2 separate regions of the Sus scrofa genome follow, and region 1 is linked to region 2. Evidence: chromatin contacts called from public HiChIP or PLAC-seq data. All regions are on one chromosome and are shown on one strand. Each heading gives the region's core, a stretch centred on a gene start, on an enhancer-like site or on the middle of the called end of the contact. The rest is flanking DNA. Distances are from core to core; before and after follow the strand shown. Region 1 overlaps GNAS (GNAS complex locus). Region 2 overlaps VAPB (VAMP associated protein B and C).

Region 1 (4,598 bases), core at 1,221-3,720, 450 kb after region 2:
GGCCACCGAGCTGCACACGCTTTTGATCTTTCTCCCTCTGAATTCACACTGGAGAGAGACCTTCTCTTTCCTTGTAAAGGGGAGCGTGCCCCCACGTGATGTGACCTGTGACCTGTGACCTACTGCCGTTGAGAACAACGCAGAGGTCGCTGGCCCTTGGCTTCTTCCTGGCAGACCGTCCCCAGAAGCACAGGGCAGACTGGCCAGCAGCTCCCGACCGTCATAGTTTTGGCCAAAGCTGAGAAAACGTGCCCCACAACCTCATCACAAAGACATGTCCTGTCCCCCCACCCAGAGCCTCCTGACCAGCTCACACCCTCCCGTAGAAGCGACTCTGAAGAAACCCAGTTCCTGGGCGGCCCAGTCCGGCCTCTCCCCCCCAGGCCCCCGACGCACAGGCTGATGACAACCCGGGAGCAGTAATTCTGGACTCGGGGGGGCCCTTGAGCCCGCCGACGTCCTGTAGGAACGCTCCTGCCTAAAGCTGCCTGGACATGGGGACCGGCCCTTGGGGTGGGTCTCCCGGGCGCCCTGCAGCCCCCTCCAACCCCTCTCCCTGGCCCTCCCTGCAGGAGTTCTACGAGCATGCCAAGGCTCTGTGGGAGGACGAGGGCGTGCGCGCCTGCTACGAGCGCTCCAACGAGTACCAGCTCATCGACTGCGCCCAGTAGTAAGTGCCCTCCCCGCCCGAGCCCCGCGGGGCACACCCCACACCTCCACTCCCACCGCCCCAAGGTACTTTCTTAGCAGCCAGCCAGGTAGTCTCACCTGCCTTGAGAAGGTTCTAGTCTGATGCATTTATCTTCTAGGGGCCTTCATGGCACGTTTTAGTGCAGCTACGTTATTTTATATAAACACTTAATGCCTGGCAGAGCAAAGTGATAATCACCTGCCATAAAGCCATGGTCGTCGTTAATTAGCTCAAAGTAATTAATTGAGTTGACCTGCAAGCATTTAGAGAGGTGGGACAGCTCTCACACTTCGGATAATGTGGCAATTTTGTATTGTATTTACCGCAACTGAAAAACGTGCCAAAGAGGAATGGTGAGGACAGACATGTGCTGCCCCCGCCCCAACCTCCCCACCGCCCGTAAGGGACCACAGCAGCTGCCAGGGTTCATCTCGCGTGGGCACCATGTTGGATGCCATTTCTTGTCCTTGTTCCTCATTCAAGGGGCCTCCCCTGCCAAGGGGTCCTTGCCCTGTCCTCCTGTCCCTTCAAGGCTCTCTTGCAGTGGGCCTGATGACGCCCAGCCGGGAGGCTGCCTTTAAGACAGCTTGACCACCTGTCTTACCCTGTGCATCGTGCGGTAGACACATGGCCTTCAGAGCCGTGAAAAATATCTCAAAGAGACCCTCTGTTTGCTCGTGTCGCACACATGTACCAAGCGGTCTCAGGCAACGTGCTCTCAAGTTGGACTGTCTTTTCTGACAATACGATAATCCTGTGTCAGCCCCTCGTGTAAGTAACTGAAACGCCAACAATTTGCTTTGGAAAATGTTCAGTAATCAGGACCCAGGGACGAGGCTGGCTCGCCAAAAGCTAAAATCGTGCATTACCCAGGAGCCCCGCGCCTGAGGAACTTGGGGCCACACAAAGCCAGCTCCCCAGAACCCCGTCATCTGCACAGCACCCGAGCTCCTCTTGGGGTCTGCGAAAGCTGTCCACGTCCCTTCACCGGCCCTGCTTTCCCACAGCAAGGGCACTCGATGCTTTTCACTTGTCACCCCTACAGCTATTTTGTGACTTAACACGCAAGCAAACTTGTATATTTTTTCAAGGAACAGAGAAACAGTCCATCTGGGCCGGTCGCCGTGACCCCCACCCCCACCCCTTCTTCAACAAAGTCCCTGATTTTCTCAAAAGTTTGAGCTTAAAGCTGGAAGTGCTAATTATAGTAACACAAAACACATGGAAATCCTGGAATTGTTTGCCTTTTGTTTTCTGGATCCAAGTCAGAAGCACAGGTACAGGATTAGGCAGCTTTGACCACCCCATTCTTAAGAGCCCTGGGGGGGCGGGGCGGGGTGTAACAACTTCATTAATTCAGTTTAGCCAGCTTTCTTTTTTTTTTTTTTCTTTTTTTTTTAAATCGCACACCATTTCAAAAGTTTTTTTTAAAAGTTTTTCGAAAGCCCTATCCACGCATGCCTGCAACTTTATCTGCAAATGGCAGCATGTGCACAGTTTATGGAAAGTTTTAAGGAAACTCCGAGAAAAAGAGAACAGAGCTTGACCCTTTTAAAATGTCTCCTTCCCCGGCCAGCCGCCTCCAGCAGCCCTGCCTTCTTCGTAGCCCGCCTGTTTCTGGCGTAACTGCCTTTAGGTTACGGCCGAGGTCCTGGGGACGTGCCCGTTCCTTAAGGTGCCTGTTTTTATTTGTTGAGCTGGGCTTTGGCTGGCCCCCCTCCAGATGTCTCTCTCACAAGATTTGGTGCTGATGAGCTATTTATAGACCTGTGGTTCGGTTGCCATGGCAACGTGCTGGAGGCCAGGGCGGCTGGGGAGCTATTTCTGGCCTGGTGCTGTAATGTAAGCCTGATTGGGCAAGTTAGTGTATCCTCGAAGCCAGACTCACTTTAAACTGGTGAAAAGGAAAGGGGGGGGGGCACCACCTTATAGAATTTCTTTAAATTTTTCTCGCTTTGATTTTCTTCTCTGATTAGCTCACTTTCCAACACCTCCCATCCCCCCTTCCCCCCCCCCCAAAAGCTGGTTTCCACATTAACTTTCCATGGTAATTACCTCAGTCCAGTCTTTTAAAAGTTATTTTTCCTAACAGTGTGTCCAGTCGGGCAACCCAAGCAAAGAGCCTCCCGACTCTGGGAGGGAGGAAGCATTCTCACCCCTAGACAGCCTTCTCACCCCTGAGACCCCCAGACCCCGCGCCGCCACGGTGCGCGCCCCCTGCCTGCCTGGGGCCCCAAACCTGGATGGCGGTGAGGTGCTTTGAAAGCTTCCTCTCTGGGCTGGTCTGCTTCACGGACCAAGCAGGACGGAAGGGAACTGGTGTCTGTTTCCTGTTCGGTGCGGTGCGGGCCGAGAGGGCCACTTCCTAAAAGGAGAGATACCCTTTCTGAGTTAATCCAGCAATCTCATCTTCATTCGTCCTTTGGGCGAAAAAAATCCTTGCTTCTTTTAAGCGTGCCCTTTTTTTTTTCTTCATTTTTTCAAAAACTCCCTGACATGGAAGTGTACAGTTTTCAAACGACTTGCCGTTTTAGTCAAAGCCAAACAATCTGAGGGTGTACTGTTTTACTCAGGCATTACCCAATGGCACACAGTCAGGCCTGATTTGGGGCCCTGGGCGGATGGATTTGCACAGAGCGAGTCTTTTCAAATTAAAACCAGATCAGATCCCCCCCCCCCAACTGGCCTGTGCTGTACCTGTAGGCCAGGGGTCCTGATTTATCTTAAATCCTATTTGCGCGAACCTTTGTAAGGCATCCGCTTGACCCTAATGAACTTCATGGGATGGTCGTTTTCGCTTAGCTGGACCTTGTGGCTGGGCAGGAATAGTGGGCAAATTGGCCTGAACGTGTGGTCACCCCCGTGTGTCTTTCTTCTGCTCCCAGCTTCCTGGACAAGATTGACGTCATCAAGCAGGCTGACTACGTGCCCAGCGACCAGGTATGCACCCCTTCTCACAGGGCAGAGGATGCAGAGTCTTCTTTCCAAGCCAGTCAGCATTTTTGCTCCAGGTTGGCAATGATTAACACTTGGGTTGGTTTTGGTGAGACCGCTTAATCTGAGACTTTGTTTTAGGACCTGCTCCGCTGCCGCGTCCTGACTTCTGGAATCTTTGAGACCAAGTTCCAGGTGGACAAAGTCAACTTCCAGTAAGTAAACGGTTCCTTTTTTTTAGAAAGAAAAATAGGTTTCTCGAGGTCCCCCCGCAGTGAGCATGGTGGACCATGGTAGCCCTTGTGGTGACCAGGCGTCCTCTCTCTCCTGCAGCATGTTTGACGTCGGTGGCCAGCGTGACGAGCGCCGCAAATGGATCCAATGCTTCAATGGTATGGAAGCCCTGGGCTTCTCCACTCTTTAAGGCTATTTCCCCCCGCCCCCGATGGTTCAGGCTCATGGTCACTCCTAACACTGCATCCTCTTTCTCTCTTGTGCCGAAGATGTGACCGCCATCATTTTCGTGGTCGCCAGCAGCAGCTACAACATGGTCATTCGGGAGGACAACCAGACCAACCGCCTGCAGGAGGCCCTGAACCTCTTCAAGAGCATCTGGAACAACAGGTTTGTGCGGTGACCCCCCGGCGTCCTCCCCACGGAGCTCGAGGCCCTGGATCTGCATGGTGCAGGGGAAGGAGTCCTGTGCAGGCACCCCAGCCCCCTGCAGAGAGGGCGCCCCCCTTCCCGGGCGCTGACCCCGCTCTCCTCCGTGTTAGATGGCTGCGCACCATCTCTGTGATTCTGTTCCTCAACAAGCAAGATCTGCTGGCTGAGAAAGTCCTCGCTGGAAAATCGAAGATTGAGGACTACTTTCCAGAATTTGCTCGCTACACTACTCCTGAGGATGGTACGTGTGGCCTCCTGCAGTGGGTCGGTTCCCCGCTGGTCCTGTGGGTCGTGCACACGTTAAAGA
Region 2 (4,497 bases), core at 683-3,182:
CGCGACAGATGCTTGACATCCTTCATCTTCTTATGGAGTCTGTGGCACAGCCCTGTGATGTGCGTTACTCCGCCGTTAGGGAGCCCGGCCCTGGGTGAGGCCACTGTCCCCGGTCGGTCCAGCACCTAAGGCATTTCTTTCCGGTGTATCACAGGGGCTCTGGAATGAACTCATAAAGGAGCTCATTTGGGGGGGTGGGGAGTCAGAGAATTTTTGTTTTCTGTTTTGGCCACACCCACAGCATATGGAAGATCCCAGGCCAGGCATTGATCTGAGCCACAGCTTCAGCCTATGGCACAGCTGTTGCACAGCCGATCCTTAACCAACTGTACCACAGTGGGGACTCCAGGGCAGAGAATTTTTATCCATTAAGGAAGTGTTAGGAGCCGTCAGGATAATTTCTTCAGAACATTAATTAACTAAGAATTAATCTTTGTGGAATGTTTAGGAGGGATTTCTTACCATCCTTTTAAGAAAGTTCATACTGATGACTCCAAAATATTCTTTGATTTACCTTGTGAATATTCACTTTTTATAACACACATTGTTCGTGTTTAATGATTCTGTATATATAGAACACATTAACTTTCGAGTAATTTGCACATCTGCTCTTGAGTCTTTGGAAGGTAGGGTGAAATTTGTGTGAGGTAGGAATTTCACAGTTTTGCAGATTTGTAAAGTGGGAATTTAGAGAAGTTTGAAAGAATACTTGTTTAGATAGAAATGTCTGAAATAAATGACCTTCATAGGTGCCACCGTAAACTTTACAAGTGGGGCAACAAAGACAGAGAAACAAATAAAGGTAAGTTAATATTAACTAGAGATTTCTTAAGTGTTGAGCAAGATAAAGTGCCTGTGAGAAAGTGCTGTTTTATTCTGCGTGAAGCGCACTTTGGGAGTCGTCCTTCCCCCAGACTGGCCTCCAGGCCCGAGAGTCAGCGTGGGGAGGTGATCGCGCGTGGAGCAGGGGGTCGTCCATCTGGCAATATCTGGGCTTTCTTCCTTTTGCACAACTCATCCCTCGAGGTCTTCTTCACGGGCAGACACCCCTTCTTGTCTGACGGAATGTAGCATGGCTGCGATTCAAGATTGGTTTGGTCACTGCGTCCTGGAAGCTTCCTGTGGGCCAGGTAGTGGATTAGAGGCAGGAGAGGAGTCCTGGCCCTTCTGTTTCCCAGCCTCCGGGCGGTGGGGTGAGAACAATGGCAGTTCCTCACTAGGAGCTTAGAAAAAACTAAGTTCCCCTCGGGGTTGAATCTCACGCGGAAGGTGGAACTCTGGGCATTTTTCGATTCCGTGCCTGTTTGTTCTTCCAGCAGGACTAGGGAGTAGATCCAGCCATGAGCCTCAGGTTCGTAACCCAGATTGGAGGTGGGACTGGGATTCGAGCCAAGCTCTGTCCGACGGCAAAGCCCATGTTCCTGGTCACTGCTTCGGCTGCATTTCTCCTCCTGAAAGCTTGGCGAGACTGTGGCTCACTGGGAAAGCCCGTGGTTTTCTTATTTATTATGTTCTTAGGAAGATGAAAGGGGGACTGGAAGTCGGACAGTGGGAATTGAGGAAGAGGGTTGAAAGAGAAGCAAGACATGAAAAGGAGCAAAGGTGCTTAGTTGTCATTGTCATCTGGTAATAGCTTCCTTGTCACTGCCTCCATGGAGGACACAGTTGTCCTGGCACTTAGAATGACTGATTAAAAAAAACCCCTTTCTACTAATTTTCTTTTTCCCCTAAGAACTTCGGTCCTAACTTGATCATTTCTAATTGCGTCATTCACTTGTTAGTGTTGAAAATGATGTGCTAATATTACCACCGTACTTTCCTTTCCACCACCGACTGCAGGTCCTTTGTCACCTCCAGGCCTGTCACTGCAGACAGCGCGGGCTAATTGGGTGCTACTTTACCTTCTAGTTACAGCACTCAGGCTTTATAATATAGTAGAAAAAGGGAAGAAAAGGAGAGGCGCCTAGGTTCCGTTTTCCGTTCCTCTCCCCTTCTCTGAGCACCATTGAGCCTTTAAAAACAACCCAGGCAATTTAGAGTCCTGAGTGTCTCAAGCCGTGTCCAGCAATTCATGTCTAGGTGGACAGTGGGTATTGCAGTCATCTCATTTCAGAAACGAGAGAGACTGGGCCTGGCCCTTGGCGAACTGTGTCGTCTGTACCTCGTTCTCGCAGCCTCTGCCTCCCGTGTGCTTCGTGTTACAAAAGGAGGCTTCTGTTCCTCCCCTTGCTGTCACCCAGAGAGGGGCCCAGCCAGCCTCTCCACCCAGCTTGGATCTCCTCTTCTGCTGCATGAAGAGGCTTGGACGCAGTGCCGCTCGGTGTGCCTTCCGGCTCTGGGCTTGCGAACAGGGAAGTTCATTTTAGCTGAAGGAGAAGGATGGAGAGCCCCTTGAGGGCAGAAACTGGGGCTTGCGTTTCTCTGAGTACCTGCAGGGCTTTGTACTCGCGGGCTCTCAGATCTGTCTTTAGTGAGCCCTCTTGTTCTGCTTGAAAAGCTCTCTGTTCTGTAAACCTTTCCTTGGTATTCGTGGATATTCTCATCCAGTTCCAGTTTTTTCTGCGTCACCTCAAGCTCTGCACATTGTGTCTCACTCACATGTTGTGTTTACGTCTCCGTCTCCCTCTGTGTGCGCCTTCCTTACTGACTGCTTTGTCTTCAGCCGGAATGCAGGCTCCTGTAGGTTTTGTTTCTTTAGCTTTCCCAGTCGTAACTAAGAGCATGGGTTCTCTGCGTCCCCAGTAACCCCAGAGAGGGGAGCACCCAGCCTGCCTCAATCATCTTTTCAGTGTTTGGTGTGACCGTTCTAAATAGAAGCACACATAGGAGTAAAAACAGGGATTTGCTGAAAAACCAAAGGTTTGTCCTTGCGGAGACTTATTTGAATTCGCATTCTGTTGTTTGAATTGATTTGTTGGCATATAAACGTATCCTGATGGACTGCTCTGAAAATCTAAATCCGCGCTTTCTGACCTTTTTAAAGTCAGACACTGCTTTACTAATTGGATGAAGGAAAGCCATGAATCACTCCTTGGAGAATCTGCAGATACACTCTTTCAGAACTTCTCGGTAATTTGGGGACGGGAGCATCACAGTTTGCACTGGGTGCCTAGCTGACCTCTCCTCTTGCTCAGAATGTCCGAGGTAGAAGAAACATGAGGCGTCGTCTAGAGCCGTCCAGAAAACACTTGACTGTTCATTTGGGTCTCTTTATTTTATCTTATTGTATTCTTATGTATTTGTTTGTAATGACTGCCTTGGTAGCCTTTGCCCTTCAAAGAAAGGTTGGTTCTTGTTTTTTTTCTCCGTGCCTGATGCTGAGCACAGTGCCTGGCAGTTAGTCCACTTGAGCAAATACCCGAGTGTTATCTGCCTTTTTTCAAAAGAATAACTGGGGGGACCTCCCTTGTGGCTCAGCAGTAATGAACCTGACTTGTATCCATTAGGACTCGGGTTCCATCCCTGGCCTCGCTCAGTTGGGTGAAGGAGCTGGCATTGCCGTGAGCTGTGGTGTAGGTCGGCAGCTGCAGCTCCAATTTGACCCCTGGCCTGGGAACCTCCATATGCTGTGAGTGTGGCCCTAGAAAGCCAAAAAAAAAAAAAGAATAACTGGAAAGTTCCTTTGTGTTTCAGCAAGTTAAGGATCTGGTGTTGCCACAGCTGTGGCACAGGTTGCAACTGAGGTGTGGGTTCGGTCCCTGGCCCAGGAACTCCTACATGCCGTGGGTGTGGCCAAAAAAAGAAAAGGAATAACTCCTTTCTCAGTCCTGTATGCCCACTCTAGCTACTCCCTTCTCTTCCTCTGATCCCCTAAGCTTCTGGAGGTCTTCGTCTCCATCTGCTCACTGCCCGTTCACTCCTCAGGTCATTCATTACCCACGAGCCTCGTTACCATGCCCTCTTCTTAATGATTCTGCTCTGTGGCATTTGAGCCCTCTGCCAGCGTGCTGCCTGGCACTTCCCTTCACGCTTGTCCACGACGTTTGGCGTCCTGAGGATGGTGCCGGGGGCACAGGTGTCCCTCCCTCTTCTTCGTTTCTCAGTCCCCCCCCCCCCCCCCCCCCCCGTCCCTGGCTGTCTTTTTCCCGGTGGGCAGCTCTTCTGCCAGCACCTTGGTTTCTGACACTTGAAGGACCCTTGGCCTGACCTGAGCTCCGTAGGGGCCCCAGATGTCCTTATCACCACTCCCTTTTCTTTTTTCCTCCAAACTGCCTCTTCCTGCATATACACCTCCCTGAATGGTACCCATGCCTCACAGCTGATCAGCACCAGCTTGGAAAGCCCACGACTGAAATCTGCCCCTTCTTTCTGGTCCCCCCAACCCCCCACGACTAATAGTTTTTTCTGGCCTTCTCCCTACTGATGGTACGTTCAGAAATGCAGATCTCAGCTTGTCTCTGACTTGCTTGTGGTCTTTAAATGTCTCCCTCCTGCCAGAAGAACGAAGTTTAAATTCTTGAAGGAGACCTGGGAGATCGGTGCCTGTTGTCTTTCCTC

What was found. HiChIP or PLAC-seq counts read pairs in DNA pulled down with a chosen protein or histone mark.
Region 1: a contact with region 2 is called in an H3K27ac HiChIP or PLAC-seq map of alveolar macrophages. The contact joins two enhancer-like sites. A contact is called at or near these places in 1 of 5 promoter capture datasets (liver) and 1 of 2 datasets of contacts at active chromatin or transcription factors (alveolar macrophages).

The regions. Positions count from the first base shown.
Region 1 is chr17:59,047,366-59,051,963 of Sscrofa11.1, forward strand. GNAS (GNAS complex locus) reads left to right here. Exons shown (of 13, transcript NM_001130215.2): 6 at 573-670; 7 at 3,577-3,631; 8 at 3,767-3,840; 9 at 3,959-4,017; 10 at 4,129-4,249; 11 at 4,402-4,532. All of the region lies in intron 2 of LOC110257458 (a long non-coding RNA gene), which reads right to left. Among named protein-coding and RNA genes, the nearest start is that of GNAS, 64 kb to the left of the region's middle. Within about 2 kb of position 2,471, at least 54 of the 83 cell types and tissues checked have an H3K27ac peak or open chromatin away from gene starts, as enhancers often do. A contact at or near this core is called in alveolar macrophages and liver, where this site is marked.
Region 2 is chr17:58,601,974-58,606,470 of Sscrofa11.1, forward strand. The region is part of intron 1 of VAPB (VAMP associated protein B and C); the gene reads left to right. Among named protein-coding and RNA genes, the nearest start is that of VAPB, 9.5 kb to the left of the region's middle. Within about 2 kb of position 1,933, at least 17 of the 83 cell types and tissues checked have an H3K27ac peak or open chromatin away from gene starts, as enhancers often do. A contact at or near this core is called in alveolar macrophages and liver, where this site is marked.